Regions from separate parts of the Mus musculus genome. Here region 1 is linked to region 2. The links are chromatin contacts, called in public Hi-C maps. All regions are on one chromosome and are shown on one strand. Each heading gives the region's core, a stretch centred on a gene start, on an enhancer-like site or on the middle of the called end of the contact. The rest is flanking DNA. Distances are from core to core; before and after follow the strand shown.

Region 1 (6,911 bases), core at 3,940-6,439, 310 kb before region 2:
TTTTGGGGACTAACAGCTGGGATGGTTTGAATTAGAACACTGAAGTAGACATAGGTATGTGAACACTTAGTCCTTGGTTGGTGGTGCTATTTAGGGAAGTTATGGAATCTTTAGGACAAGAAGTCTTCCTGGTGGAAGTGTAGGCTTTGAGAGCTTATAGCCTTATCCCAATTCCAGTTCACTCTGCTTTCTGCATGAATGAAAATGTTGAGCCATCTTCCTGCTCATCTCCACCTATCATGCCATCCCTGCTTTTATGAACTCATTACATAAACCAAACAGAAACTGGTACATAAACCAAAATAAACTTTTTTACTGTTTTTTTGTTTTGTGAGCTTTGTTTTTGTTTTTTGAGACAGGATCTCACTATATAGCTCTGGCTGGCATGGAAATTACTATATAAATCAGACTACCCTTCAACTTAGATATATACCTTCCTCTTGCTGAGAGTAAATGTGTGCACCATGAATCCAGTTACCAGATATTTATAAAACCAGCTTGGAATTAGATTATCATCGATTTTGATCTTCATGGTGGAAATATATGATCTCACTGGTCAAAAGTCTTTGGACTTTGCTTTTAGGGTTTTTTTTTTTTTTTCCTTTTGTTTTTGTGAAACAGGGCTTCTCTGTGTAGCCCTGACTGTCCTGTAACTGTTGGACTTGAACTCACAGAGATCCACATGCCTCTGTTTCCCAAGTACTAGGATTAAAGGTGTGCACTACTCCCAAACTTTGCACCCTTACCTGCTGTTTAATGTTATTTTTCTAGTTCACTGTTGTTTCTCCCTCAGATAACCCTGTAGTAGTAAATGCCATATGTTTAAGTTCTTTTGATTTCTAAGGCCTTGAAAGCAAAAATCTCTACAGCCCATTTTATCCATCATTATTATTAGCCAGACTGAATAACCCACCTCCAAAGTGATTTTAGGGTTCCAGTTCTTCAGGGTATATTGTTAAGTAGCTGGTTGGATAGCTATCAGCAGGCTTGAGGGTAACCGGGGATAGACTCCTCATTCATAATCAGCTTTTAAAACCAAGAACTGAGCTGAAGGACTACTACTGGTCAAAATATGGGAGCCAAGTCTTATTCTGAACTATGCAGAAGGTCATCACTAAATAGCTAAACTTGACAAGATTACTACGATTCAGCCGGAAGCTGATGAAGCATAAAGATACAGGGGGCTTGAGGGATAGCTTAGTAGTTAAGAGCACTAGCTACTCTTGTAGAGTACCTGGGTTAAGTTCCTACAACCCACACACATCTCACAATCACTTTAAACTCCAGCTCCAGGGGACTCAATGCCCTTCTCTGGCCTCCACGAGAACCAGATACACATGTGCACACACACATTCATACAGGTAAAACACTCACAAATCTTAAAAAAGAACTCCTTAGTAAAAGAGCTCCTCAGTAAAGGTAAACCCAAGTGAGCTACTCAGTCACCTAGACAGAAAAAGGTGCCAACACTGTCTTTTTAGAGGCTTCAGAAATGGAGACTGCCTGAAACGTAGGATTAATGTAGTTATAATCTTTGTCGACACTCTCTACTCTGCAAACAACTCCCTAGCTTTCACTCTGCTATGCGAAAACAAGCAAAGCCTCTGTGGCTGCAAACCCTGTAATCCTAGCACACAGGAGGTGGTCAGGAGCACCAGGAGCTCAAGGTCAGCTCTAAGTCACAGAAATCTTGAGTCCAAAATTTCTCAGAGCTGAAATAAAGCTCTATTGGTATGGTGATCATCCATCATGCATGAACCTGAGTTTAATCCCCAGTGCCCCATAAATTAGACATGTAATTACATGTCTCTAATCCCAGCACTCAATCTTGTTTCAAAGAAAAAAAGGATGGAGAAAAAAATTCTTTAATGGTTTTCAGAGTTTTGTGAATAATAATCTTATGAGGGACATATTAATGAATGCTTAGAAGACATCATTTTTAAAAACTACAATAGTTTTAATTTTAAAATTATTCATTTAACGGCTTGAGAGATGGCTAGGTGGTTAAGAGCACTGAGTACTCTTCTGAAGGTCCTGAGTTCAAATCCTAGCAACCACAAGGTGGCTCACAACCATCTGTACAGCTACAGTGTATTCATATACATAAAATAAATAAGTCTTAAAAAAAGGAAAAAATTATTCATTTAATAACTTATTATTCTGATATAACTAGCCACAGAAGTAGAATTTTGAAAATATTACTTTAAACCCAGCATAAACAAATGGTATACTAATTTTTTTAAAGTCAAACTAAATGAACCTCACTTCTCAAATATTCTTCCCCATTAACAATAACTCTAAGTTCAACAAAAGAAAATTTTGGTATGATAGTAAGTAAAATTATTTGTTACAATTGTAAAAAATATAAAAGCCAGATGTTTAAGGAGGAAATAAATTAACTCAGATATATGAAAGTCTTTACCAGATAAAAACGGATTTTTTAAGAGTCCATAAATGCCAAACAGGAGCAAAACAAAGAGGATCAGACGAGTTCGCCTTAAGGAATCTGAAAGAGGAAAAGGACTTGAATTAAATGACAACAATGAAATATAACACCTTTATGGCCAAGCATTAGTTAAGACTTTAAGATGAGAATATTGTCACTGGTGGAATATTTATCATGCCTGAAGCCCTACGTTGAATCCTCAGGAGAACAACAAAAAATTGTTTTTAAAGTTTAGGTTTATAGAAAAGTTGAAAGTGTATTTTTACCACCCACCTTGCCCTGACCACCAACTAACATGCATTTATGAAGTAAACTTGTTAGCAAGAAAACCAGTATTTGTACAGTTGTATCTGGTATAATTTATATGAGGGCTTAATCTGGGTATGAGACAATCTTCAGTTAGCACACTGACTAAGGTTTTCATTGTATTTCTTGGTGTGTGTGTCTGGGTTTATGCATGTGTATGTGTGTGTTTATGTGTGTTTGTGTTTTCTCTTTGCTGGTCACCTTCCTTCCCCTACAACAGTTGTCCTACTTTCATATTATTCGTATACATGTATCTCATACAGTTTACCTTCGATTCTACATGCAAAAATACTGCAATTTTTGCCCCTCCTGTTCCCTTTAAAGCCCGATCCCTCCAACTTAGAAAACAAACAAATGTGCACATATGCACAAATCCTCACAGAGATTCTGCATTAAAATAAACATACAACACTTATCAGAATCTGGCTTTTATATTTAAGATAGTAATAGCCAAATCCATCCATTTTCTTGCAAGTGACATTTCATACTTCCGGATAGCTGAATAATAAAATCTCACTATATGTAAATACCACATTTTCATACATTTTCTGTTGATGGGTATTTGGGCTGGCTCTGATCTCTTGGCTACCATCCCTACAGTTAAGTAAGCACCAATGTACAAACCTCTATGCCATGCTTAAGATTCCTTTGTTTACAATTTCAAAAATGGTAAATATAACTGTTATATTCAGTTCACTTTTCAGTTTCCTGGGGAATCTTCATGTTGTTCTTAAGGGCTCCACCAGATAGGTATCCTGTCATCAGCAGAGTATAAAGGTTCCTCTGATACTCTGATTAGTGGTTGTTCTGACTGGAGATAATCTCAGTTGTTCTGACTGGAGATAATCTAGAAGAGTTTGAATTTGAATTTCCATAATGGCTGAGGAATTTGGAACTTTTTTCATAGACTTACTGGCCATTTGTAGTTCTCTTTTGAGAACTGTCCAATTCATTTAACCATTTACGGATCAGATGATTGAGTTTTATGGTGAATAAAAATTGAACAATTATTCATAGATTCTAGACATTAATCTCATCATGTTGGCAGAGTTTTTTCTTCTATTATAGAAAATGTTACTTTATGTTCCTGATTTCTTTTGCTGTGTGCAAGCTTTTTAATTTCATATACTCCCATGTGTCACAAATTGCTGGAGTTCATCTTGGAAAATCCTTTCCTATGCTTGTATATTAAAGTGTTATACTTGTGTTTTATTCCAGAAGTTTGAGTTTTAAATCTTGCATTAAGGTCTTCGTTCCATTTTAATGTTTATATAAAGTGAAAGGCAAGGATCTAATTTCATTAATCTACATGTGGCTATCCATTTCTCCCAGCACCACTAGTTGAGAGGTTATCTTTTTTTCTAATGCACATCATTACTTTTGTCAAAAACTAGACAGCTACCAGAACATTCTCTAAGAACCCTGTATTTATCAAGGCACAATTCCTACCCTTTATTTTTATTTCCATTCCCATACAGCTTAGGAAAACTTAAGTTTTATGGTGGATCATAACCAATATTGAAACTGATTTTCTTAAGTTTCTACAGCACAGTAAGATTGTTCGGCAGGTAAAAGCTGGCCTTGCAAGCCTTGCGACCTGAGTTAGAAGTGCTAGAATCCAGAGGAAGGAAGGAAGGAAAGCAGAAGGAAAGAGCTGACATTCAAAGTCATGGGGTCTCCACACCTGTGCTGTGGCACAGCAGCACCTTCACTCGCATCACACACTGTGATAACTTTTACAATTAAGAAAAGTTTTTGTTAACACTTTAAGGAGAGGACTAAGCATCTTTCCAACTCTCCTTCCTATTCATCATACCATTGGTCTTCTGTGTAAGAGCTTGAGCTTTGAGAAAACCCTCTGCAAAACCAGTTTTAAATGCATCTTGGTGAGCTTCAGGTATGTTTTTAGTTTTCATAAGTTTGTCCAAACTCTCAAGATCTGTTCCTCTGTCCCGCAAAAGAAACCCCTAAAAATGTAAGAAAATAAAACAGTGTCAGAAAGATACGAAGAAATGATGCAGTGTCTGGAGATTTTCAATCTACTGGACAAAATTAAACAAATAGGCATACTTTACAAATAATTTTGATATTCTGCTAGAAGCAATATGTACGGCAATATAATGACTGCTAGCTATGGAAAACAGAATTTCTTACTGGGGCTAGAGAGATGGCTCAGCTGTTAAAGGCAAGGCTTGTAACCAAAACATCAAGAGAATGGGATCAAAACCACACGGTTGGAGATGTAGATTAGTTGACAGTGTTTGGAGATGTGGATTAGTTAACAGTGTTGCTGAGCATACATGAGGCCTTCAGGTTCATCCACAGAACCACATAAACTGAACTTGGCAGCAAGAGTATGCAATGCCAGCACATGAGAGGTAAAAGCAGGAGAACTGAAAGTGAAAGGTAGCCCTTAGTACACAGAGTCATGTGCTACATGAAACCATCTCTCCAACTTCCTCGCCCCTCCCCTGAAAGTCATATAGTCAAAGGCATCATGTCACACGTCTGTAATCTTAGGACTTAAGAGGATGGATTAAGTTCAAGGCCACTCTGGGTTGAAGAAAACTGTCACAGACACACACACAAATATGTACACAGGAAACAGACATCATGAGCAAACAATTTGAAAGAACAATATGAAATAATGTCCAAAAACTGTAAATAACCTGGTAAGCATAATGCCAAGAAGAGATAAGGGCATTTAATAACCATATTCAAGATGAGAACAGAAAAATGGTAAATAAAGTACAATAAAGCACTGTGTTATGTAAGGCTATGTTGAGTAATAAAGCGGAGCAATGCAATTAATAAAAAGCAATGATGATACAAGTTTGGAGGCAAGACTAAAGTAGCAAGAGTAGAAACAAAGGATTAAACGAGTACTCAGTGGAGTAATCCAAACAATAAAATGTTATACTTGTCTATGAATGGCAGTGCAACAAAGAGGAAGGGAAAATTTTAAGAAATGTTAGCTGGGCAAAGTGGCTCACACTTGTAATCCCAGCTTTGAGAACCTGAAACAGTTCTGTCTTGAGTTTGAGGCCAAACTAGGCTACATGGTAAGGTTTAGAACAACCTGGGCTGCAGACTGCAAGTAAGAGAAGCATTACAGATTAGTGGTGTCGATCAGCAGCAGATCATTTGGCTAGAATATATAAAGCCTAGGTTCAATGCCTAGGACCACCACTTTCCCACCAAAGTTACTTATGAGTGTACACTGAAGAAAGGATGGCTCTTTCAACAAACAGTACTGGGAAATCTGGACTCTAAAAAGCAAAAAAAAAATAAATAAATAATTTCTATTTCTAATGTGAACATAATTCAAGCCCAAATGGATCAAAAACTGGAAGACCCAATACCCTGAAACTTTAAGAAAGAAATGAGGAATAAGGCTTCTACTTATCAGCAGACATACTCACGGTTCTGAATAAGACTTCAGTAGCATAAGAAGTAAGAATAATAAACAAATAGGATCTCAAAACATTTCAGTGCAGCAAAGGAGACTAACAAGCAAGTGAAGACAAAGTCCATAGAATAGGATATACCTACCAGCAACACATGTGGCAGAGTTTGTGTCTAGAACATACGAAAGAACACAAAATACTAACCGTCAAGAAAATAAGCACCCAGTTAAAAACTGAGCAGAACTGTACAGGAAATTCTCAAAAGGATATATAAATGGCTAATGAACACTTTAGAAAGTGTTTGGCATATTTAGCCTTAAAGAAAAAGAAAATTAAAACTAAGACTTGAGGAACACAGATAAAAAACAAATGTTGGTACAGGTGTTTGGGAAGGGAACCCCTTATACACTGTTGGTCAAAGTATAAACTAGTACAGCCACTCTGGAATCCAGAGACTTCTCAAAAACTGAAAATAGAACAGCCACATAGCTAAGCTATACCACGGGCAGACACCTAATAGACTTTATATGCTACTACAGAGACGTACACATTACTATTCTACTTTTAATAGTAAGGAAGTGCAATCAACCTACATGGTAATGGATGGATAGGAAAAACATGAACTGGTCATGGTGCTACACACCTTTAATCCCAGCACTTAGGAAGCACAGTCAGATGAATCTCTTCTGAGTTAGAGACCAGCCTAGTCTACATAGTGAATTCCAGGTTAGTCAGGGCTATGTAGGAAAACC
Region 2 (7,150 bases), core at 736-3,235:
TCCAATGTGCCTCTCTTTCCAGTGATGGCCGACTAGGCCATCTTTTGATACATATAGCAGCCTTATTTATAATAGCCAGAGCTGGAAAGAACCCAAATGTCCCTCAACAGAGGAATGGATCCAGAAAATGTGGTACATTTACACTTTGGAGTACTACTCAACTATTAAAAACAATGAATTTATGAAATTCTTGGGCAAATGGGTGTATCTGGAGGATATCATCCTGAGTGAGGTAACCCAATCACAAAAGAAGTCATTTGATATGCACTCACTGATACTTGTCATGATATTAGCCCAGAAACCTAGAATACCCAAGATACAATTTACAAAACACAAGAAAATCAAGAAGAAGGAAGACCAATGGGTGGATACTTCATTCCTCCCTAGAATAGGGAATAAAATGTCCATGGAAGGAATTGTAGAGACAAAGTTTGGAGCTAAGACGAAGGGATGGACCATCTAGAGACTGCCCCATAATCAGCCACCAAATGCAGACACTACTGCATATGCAAGCAAGATTTTGCTGAAAGGGCCCTGATATATCTCCTGTGAGGCTATGCCAGTGCCTAGCAAATACAGAAGTGGATGCTCTACAGGATGGAACACAGAGCCCCCAATGGAGGAGCTAGAGAAAGTACCCAAGGAGCTGAAGGGGTCTGCAACCCTATAGGTGGAACAACAACACGAACTAACCAGTACCCCCAGAGCTCGTGTCTCTAGCTGCATATGTAGCAGAAGATGGTCTAGTCGGCCATCATTGGGAAGAAAGGCCCCTTGGTATTGGGAACTTTATATGCCCCAGTACAGGGGAATGCCAGGGCCAAGAAGTGGGAGTGGGTGGGTAGGGGAGCAGGGCTGGGGGAGGGTATAGGGGACTTTTGGGATAGCATTTGAAATGTAAATGAAGAAAATATCTAATAAAAAATTTAAAAAAATAAAATAAAAAGGAATCAGGTGATAACAAAAAAAAAAAAAAAAGAAGTTCTCAGATTTCAGTACTGTAAACCTTACGCCAATAATCACGTTCTAAAGGGGATCTTGACATTGGAAACATCAATCAAACCAAGTAGTGTGGTCCAATAGCATTGAGTAACCTAAACGTCAGAGTGTTCAAGTGTGAATCAGGCACTTGGTAGCTAGAATGTGACGTTCTGTAGATGTCTGCAGCATCCTCAACAAAGAAATCTGCAAAACCAAATCAAGGGCTCACCGTTCAGTACCAGGACCTCAGATGCCCGACTTACAACAGAGTCTCTGCTCTGACTAACATGTGAGCAGGACATTGGCCAGTAATTAATATTTAAATTCTTCCTATGAAAGCACAGGGTGAGCTCGAGGGAATGGCTCAACAACTGATAGGGTTTGCTCTTCAGTCATGAAAACTACCAGTGTTTGGATCCCAGCACCCCCATAACAAGCTGGGTATTCCAGCTCCGAGTCGGGTGGGGTTTACTGGCTTCTACCTAACTGAGAACTGAGGTTCAGGTTTAGGAAGAGACCCTGTTTTAATGCAATAGACATAGAGTCTTAGAAGAAGATGTCAGATGTCCTCTTCTGACCTCTATTTGTGTGTACTTGCACACATGTATACACATACATTTACATAGATACTACAGACATGTAAAAATCAGTAAAATCACGAAGAAGAAAGTGTCTAATTTTTCCTTCAGAGATATTTAGAAATTTGATATTGTTACCTTTAGTTTACTCTTAATATTAAATATTCCATTTTTTGGGTTTTGTGCATATCATAGGAGTCAAGCAAACTGTGCAAAGTGCACCAGTTATTTGTGTCGAGGTGTCCACTCCACTTAAGAAGCACAGTGAACTATTTAAGTATGTTATTCACCTAACTACAGGAAAACGTGGTTGTACCCAGAAATCAGGTGGCTTTTAATATAAAATAAAGGGCCACTACATTTCTTCCAATCCTCTAACTTCGTGGTTCTGAGGTGAGCTATCTGGTTGACACCAAGTTCACACTTCAGAGGTTCTTCGGGCTCTGTGACAAAGTCTCAGAGCCTGTCACAATGCTAGCCTTGGTCACCTCACCTTACTTACTTCTGTATAACTCAGCCTTTGATTGAGAAATTACTTACAAAAGGGCTTAAAGAAAACACAAAATCAATGCCAACCAGCTGGAATCTTCCTCGTGATCCTTGTCTCTGATCTTGAATAATAGAAGCTCTGAGTGTGTAATGTCAAGGCCATTGCAGAACATTCTTGCTAAAGGGGATCCTAATGTCCTCTAAACTCACAAATGAGGAAAGAGAGCATCAGACAAGGTTAAACAACTTGACTTGGGGTAAAGGTAACATCAGGATAAAAATTAGAATAAAATCCTCTTTTGTTTAAGCCCTGGGAGTTGACAATATAACCCCCAGGCATGTAAAAAGATGGAACGCAGAGACAAATGCCAACAAAAGTGTGGTTATTCTGTGATTTCATAATAAAAGTTTGAAAAAGACTGAAAAATCATATTGAATGAGTGTTAGAATGTTTGGAGAATGTCAATAAATTCCATGGAAGGTTTGGAAAGAGGCAGAATCTAAGGTGGAAAGGAGCTGAGGCAGGACTGTTTCTAGGCTCTGGTGTTACTGATATTTTAAAACTGCAATGATGCTGAGGTTGACCTAGATGATGAACTTAAGGATGACCAGACAAAGGAAGGAGTAAGGAAGACGCTGATAGAAAATCAGGACTGCTGCTTCAAGGATTGGAAGATGAAGGGATCTGAGGCTGATCTCTCTGTTCAGAGCTTGGTAAAGCACGTGGCTATTACAGATCTGTGTCCGCTGAAAAGTAAATGCCACCTCACTGTGTATGAAGCAAGTTTGTAGATGTCAGGTTAAGATGAAGTTATATTGAACTGGTATATGTCCTAAATCCTATGACTCTCCTTCCTTACAAGAAGATGAAGAGAAATAGATGCAGGCACACACAGTGACAATGATGACCGTGCGCTGATGAACAAGGGGACTAGTGTCATGTAGCTTCAAGACAAGGAATTCGAGGGCTGTTGGAAACTTCCAGAATCCTGGGGAAAGGCATAGAACAGATGGCTCCAGACTTTTCAGGAAGTAACTCAGCTTTTTTTCTTTGTTCCTTTTTAAGACATGATCTCATGCTACCCAGGAGAGCCTTGACTGGGACTCCTTAGTGTTGGAAGTCACTATGCGGGGCTCTAGTCCTGAGTGTGTATGTATGTGTGTGTGTGTGTGTGTGTGTGTGTGTGTGTGTGTGTGTAGGTCAGAGGACAACTTCTGGGAGTCAGTTCCCTCCTGCCACTATGGTTCCAGACACTGAACTGAAGCTTGCATAGCAAGCTCTCTTCCCCCAATTCTGATTTTAAAATGCAAGAGCACTAAATTTCGACTATCTTTAAGCCAATTGGTAATGTGTTAGGGAAGAAGTGAGTGGAAGACTAATGTGGAGATGATGAGGTCATTAATTTGGGGAGAGATTGCTGAGGATGGAGAGGAGGTCGGGTCAGTGTCTAGAAGGTGGTGGCCGAGGTGTCCTTAGATTTGCAGTCACTGCTGCTGTCCAAAGGTGAGATCATTACTGCAGCCTGGGGATATTTTGCATACCCAGTAGCTGGAACTGTGGCTAGGATATGAATTCTCACAGAGAGCAGCAATATGGTGAGAATCCCACTCAAGTATATCCAAGGCTTTTCTTTGTTCCCAGCTGCAAACCTAATGTTTTCTATGGATCACAGCAGAAATACGATTTATATTAAAAGACAGTTTTTAACTGCTTTGTGAAACTCTGTGGCTGATGTTTTGGTCTTATCAGATTTTAATCCCCTCTCAAGATACCTTTGGAGCTATGCTATACTCTGGTTTACTGAAAAGAAGATAGAAAACATTTCTTATCAATGCTTAAGGTATAACATGAAGGTCACTCAAATGGAAGCGTTTCTTCCTTGAAAAGCCCACAGCGACCCTCTTTCTATCAACCTGTGTGCTCAAATAAACTCCCACTCTACTTCAAACAGGCTCATCCTAAAATCCTTTCTGCACAGAGTCAGGGATTCAGTTTCACTGGAGTCAGTCTATGAGAATAAGGGAAGCTCCCAGGTTGTTGGCAACCATTCTGGCCTGTACCATCGCTGACAATCTGAAATCTGATTGAAAAGTATCTGGAAGAATAGCACCTGAGCTGCACTGCTGAGCTCCCATTCAGACTTGGCCACTTACAGCTCAAGTTCTATATCCATGAACAGAATGCTTTATAATTGTTTGCTGTTATTATTCTCACTGCCCTCTCATAAGCAATGGACATGGATGCACAAAATCCAAGAGACAGGGTGCTGTCTTTGGCGATCCTCCTTCTGACCTCACCAGGACCTTTACCATTACGGTTCTTGTTCTAGAGTGTTTTCCTTCAGTTACAATTCCCATATCACTTCATTTATGTCTTTTGCCAAATGTCAACACCTCCCTGCCCCTATCTGAGGGGAGCCTGACCCAGCTCTGGTCAGCTCTAACCCACTCCTCCCTGTTTTGAATCACATCTGTATTTGTTACCTGACATCTCAGCACATGCTTTTCTTCACTGTCAGTTCCTCACACTGACCTTAAACTCCAAAATAGGGCTCATTGTACATTTGGTTTACTCCTGTTTTCTCTACACCTGGAATGTTCTCAGAACACAGCTGCCACTCCATAAGTAATGAGTGAGTGAATGAGTTTAGCACTCTGCCTTGCTTCAGTCCCTTTACAGCCCTGGTTCTGAGCTTCACATTATGAGCACAGGATTTCTCAACAATATCAATGTCAATATTGGGGGCCAGGTCATCTGGTTGTGGGCTTGTTTCCTGCATTAGTAATATCTAATGTCTCTGGCTTCTGTTAGATGCCAGGAAGTAGTGCCTGGTCTCTGTCCCGAGTTATGAATATCAGAATGTCTCTAGGTATAACCAATGTCTCCCAGGAATTATAAGGCCCTGGATGAGACCCTCCAGGGAGTGTCATGCTGACTAGGCTGGTATGGTGTTCATTATTGTAAAAATTATTGATAAATTACTAAAAGTGGGTACACAGCAATGGAAAGACGGGCATAATATTGAGCCCTTAATGAAGCCACGAATTCCAGGCAATTATTTGATTACAATAAGCAATGCTAATTGTGGATGAAGACAAATTATTGAATATTTGACTTGGCTGAATTATTAAGACGAAGAACAGCACTTGGGAGGCAGAGGCAGGTGGATTTCTGAGTTCGAGGCCAGCCTGCTCTACAGAGTGAGTTCCAGGACAGCCAGAGCTATACAGAGAAACTCTGTCTTGAAAAAAACCAAAAAACCAAAACCAAAACCAAAACCAAACCAAACCAAAACAAACCAAAACAAAACAAACCAAAACAAAACAAGACTAAGAACAAATGCAAACTTACCTTAGTCTTAAGTCCAGAGCTCTGTAGGTCAAAAGACACTCAAGCATAATTATAAAAATAACCCACTTGCTGACCCGAGTGGTCTGAGAGTCTAACTTTAAGATGTAAGCTGCCTCAAATTTCTGATAACACACATTTCCCCTGGACAGTATGCACCTTTAAAAGTCTCACAAGCTAAACTTGTCATGGTGGTCCCTGCTTGTAGACCCAGCACTTGGAAGGTGAAAGCAATGGATTAAAGGACCAGAAGAGTCTCAGCTACACAGCCAGCTTGAGGCCAGCATAAGATACACAAGACTTAAAAACAAGGTTTACAACCTGGGCAATTTTTTAAAAAGGCTTCTCTATTGTTTTTCTAGAAAACATTGGCAAGATCATAATTTCAAAAACATTCATACAGTGGAATAAAAATATAAGAATTGAAAACTGGTCTGTTTTATTAATGGAGTCTTAAATTAATTTACTCAAAATATAAAACTTATGTTTTTAGAGTTGATAAATTTAAATAAATTTATTTAAGCATATTAAATAAATTTAGATTAAAATTTTTAGGATCAGATGAAAGCTTTTGAGGACATAAGTTGATAGATATCACAGTACTTTGTTATTTTGGTTTAAAACAACACATTTTATAATATCATACTTAAAATTTATGAAATAACATTTAACATTGGTTCAGGCAGAGGCAGGTGGATTTCTGAGTTCGAGGCTAGCCTGATCTACAAAGTGAGTTCCAGGACAGCTATACAGAAAAACCATGTCTCAAAAAACCAAATTGAAATGACTTAGAAGTCTAAATGAGTATGTCATGACGTACCTTTAAAACAAAGCAGTGGTCAGTGGGTGCTTTGTATTTCATTTTACACTGAATCCCATAGTAAATGTTTACATTTTCAAACTGTATAAAACATGCCAGATCGCGGGATGTCTAAAAGACAGGGGAAAAAAAAATCTCTCTGAGATGGCAGTTGCTAATTCCCCCAGTTTCTCTTTGATGCTGCAATAAAGGTTCTTTTAGTAAGTAAAATATTGAAATTTTAGATAATTTATACAAACATCTTCTGAACACAGTTTTCTCTAAGTCAAGCCTACATAAAAGATGACAATCAGGGCTGGTCCTGCAATGGAATGAAAAATGATGTGGTTGGTTGTCCCAGCATCTGTTGTGGAATCATGGTTGGTTGTCCCAGCATCTGGGGGTCAGAAACAAGTGATCATGCACTGTTGCTACTGATGCAATCATAACAGGCTAACCACTGTCAGAAACTTCACTGTGACTGACTTTTGCTATTTCAAGTCAGTAGCAAGTTTGTGATTGTGCATTAAACAAATCAGGATGAAGAATGAGAGATAAATTTGATGCTCAGTAAATTAGCACCGGCTCCATGCTCTTTCATGCTTTCTCCTTTGGCTGTTAGGGTTGCCATGGAAACAGAGACTTCGGTGAATAAAATGTGTTGTAAAATGGCAACCTGTAATCTACATACTTGGTTTCACTTTGACTATACATTTGTTCCACTATCCTTGTTGTCGTCTCTAGCATATTCTAGAACCCCTACTTAGTTACTGAATAAAGAATACAGGTCAGGAATATTACACTATATGGGACACCTTATTTCTTTATGTATGGCAGGGCATTTTTCTTTATATATATATTTAATTTTTAATGTTTTAATTACAAAACAACATAATTAATTAAAATTATACCCTACCTATTTTCTTTTATCAGCTCCTCCTTCCTCCTGTTCCT

The links. A called contact is a pair of places that touch in the nucleus more often than the background predicts.
Region 1: a Hi-C map of CD8 T cells shows a contact between it and region 2, with 2.3 times the contacts expected there. The contact joins two enhancer-like sites. A contact is called at or near these places in 2 of 484 Hi-C or Micro-C datasets (CD8 T cells and natural killer cells) and 2 of 9 other capture datasets (adipose tissue and liver).

The regions. Positions count from the first base shown.
Region 1 is chr2:23,170,764-23,177,674 of GRCm38.p6, reverse strand. It overlaps Yme1l1 (YME1-like 1 (S. cerevisiae)), which reads right to left. Exons shown (of 19, transcript NM_013771.5): 6 at 4,569-4,719; 7 at 2,423-2,506. Among named protein-coding and RNA genes, the nearest start is that of Yme1l1, 18 kb to the right of the region's middle. Within about 2 kb of position 5,189, at least 8 of the 459 cell types and tissues checked have an H3K27ac peak or open chromatin away from gene starts, as enhancers often do. A contact at or near this core is called in CD8 T cells, where this site is marked.
Region 2 is chr2:22,857,401-22,864,550 of GRCm38.p6, reverse strand. Apbb1ip (amyloid beta (A4) precursor protein-binding, family B, member 1 interacting protein) reads right to left here. Exons shown (of 14, transcript NM_019456.2): 10 at 6,218-6,328. Among named protein-coding and RNA genes, the nearest start is that of Gm52503, 32 kb to the left of the region's middle. Within about 2 kb of position 1,985, at least 7 of the 459 cell types and tissues checked have an H3K27ac peak or open chromatin away from gene starts, as enhancers often do. A contact at or near this core is called in CD8 T cells, where this site is marked.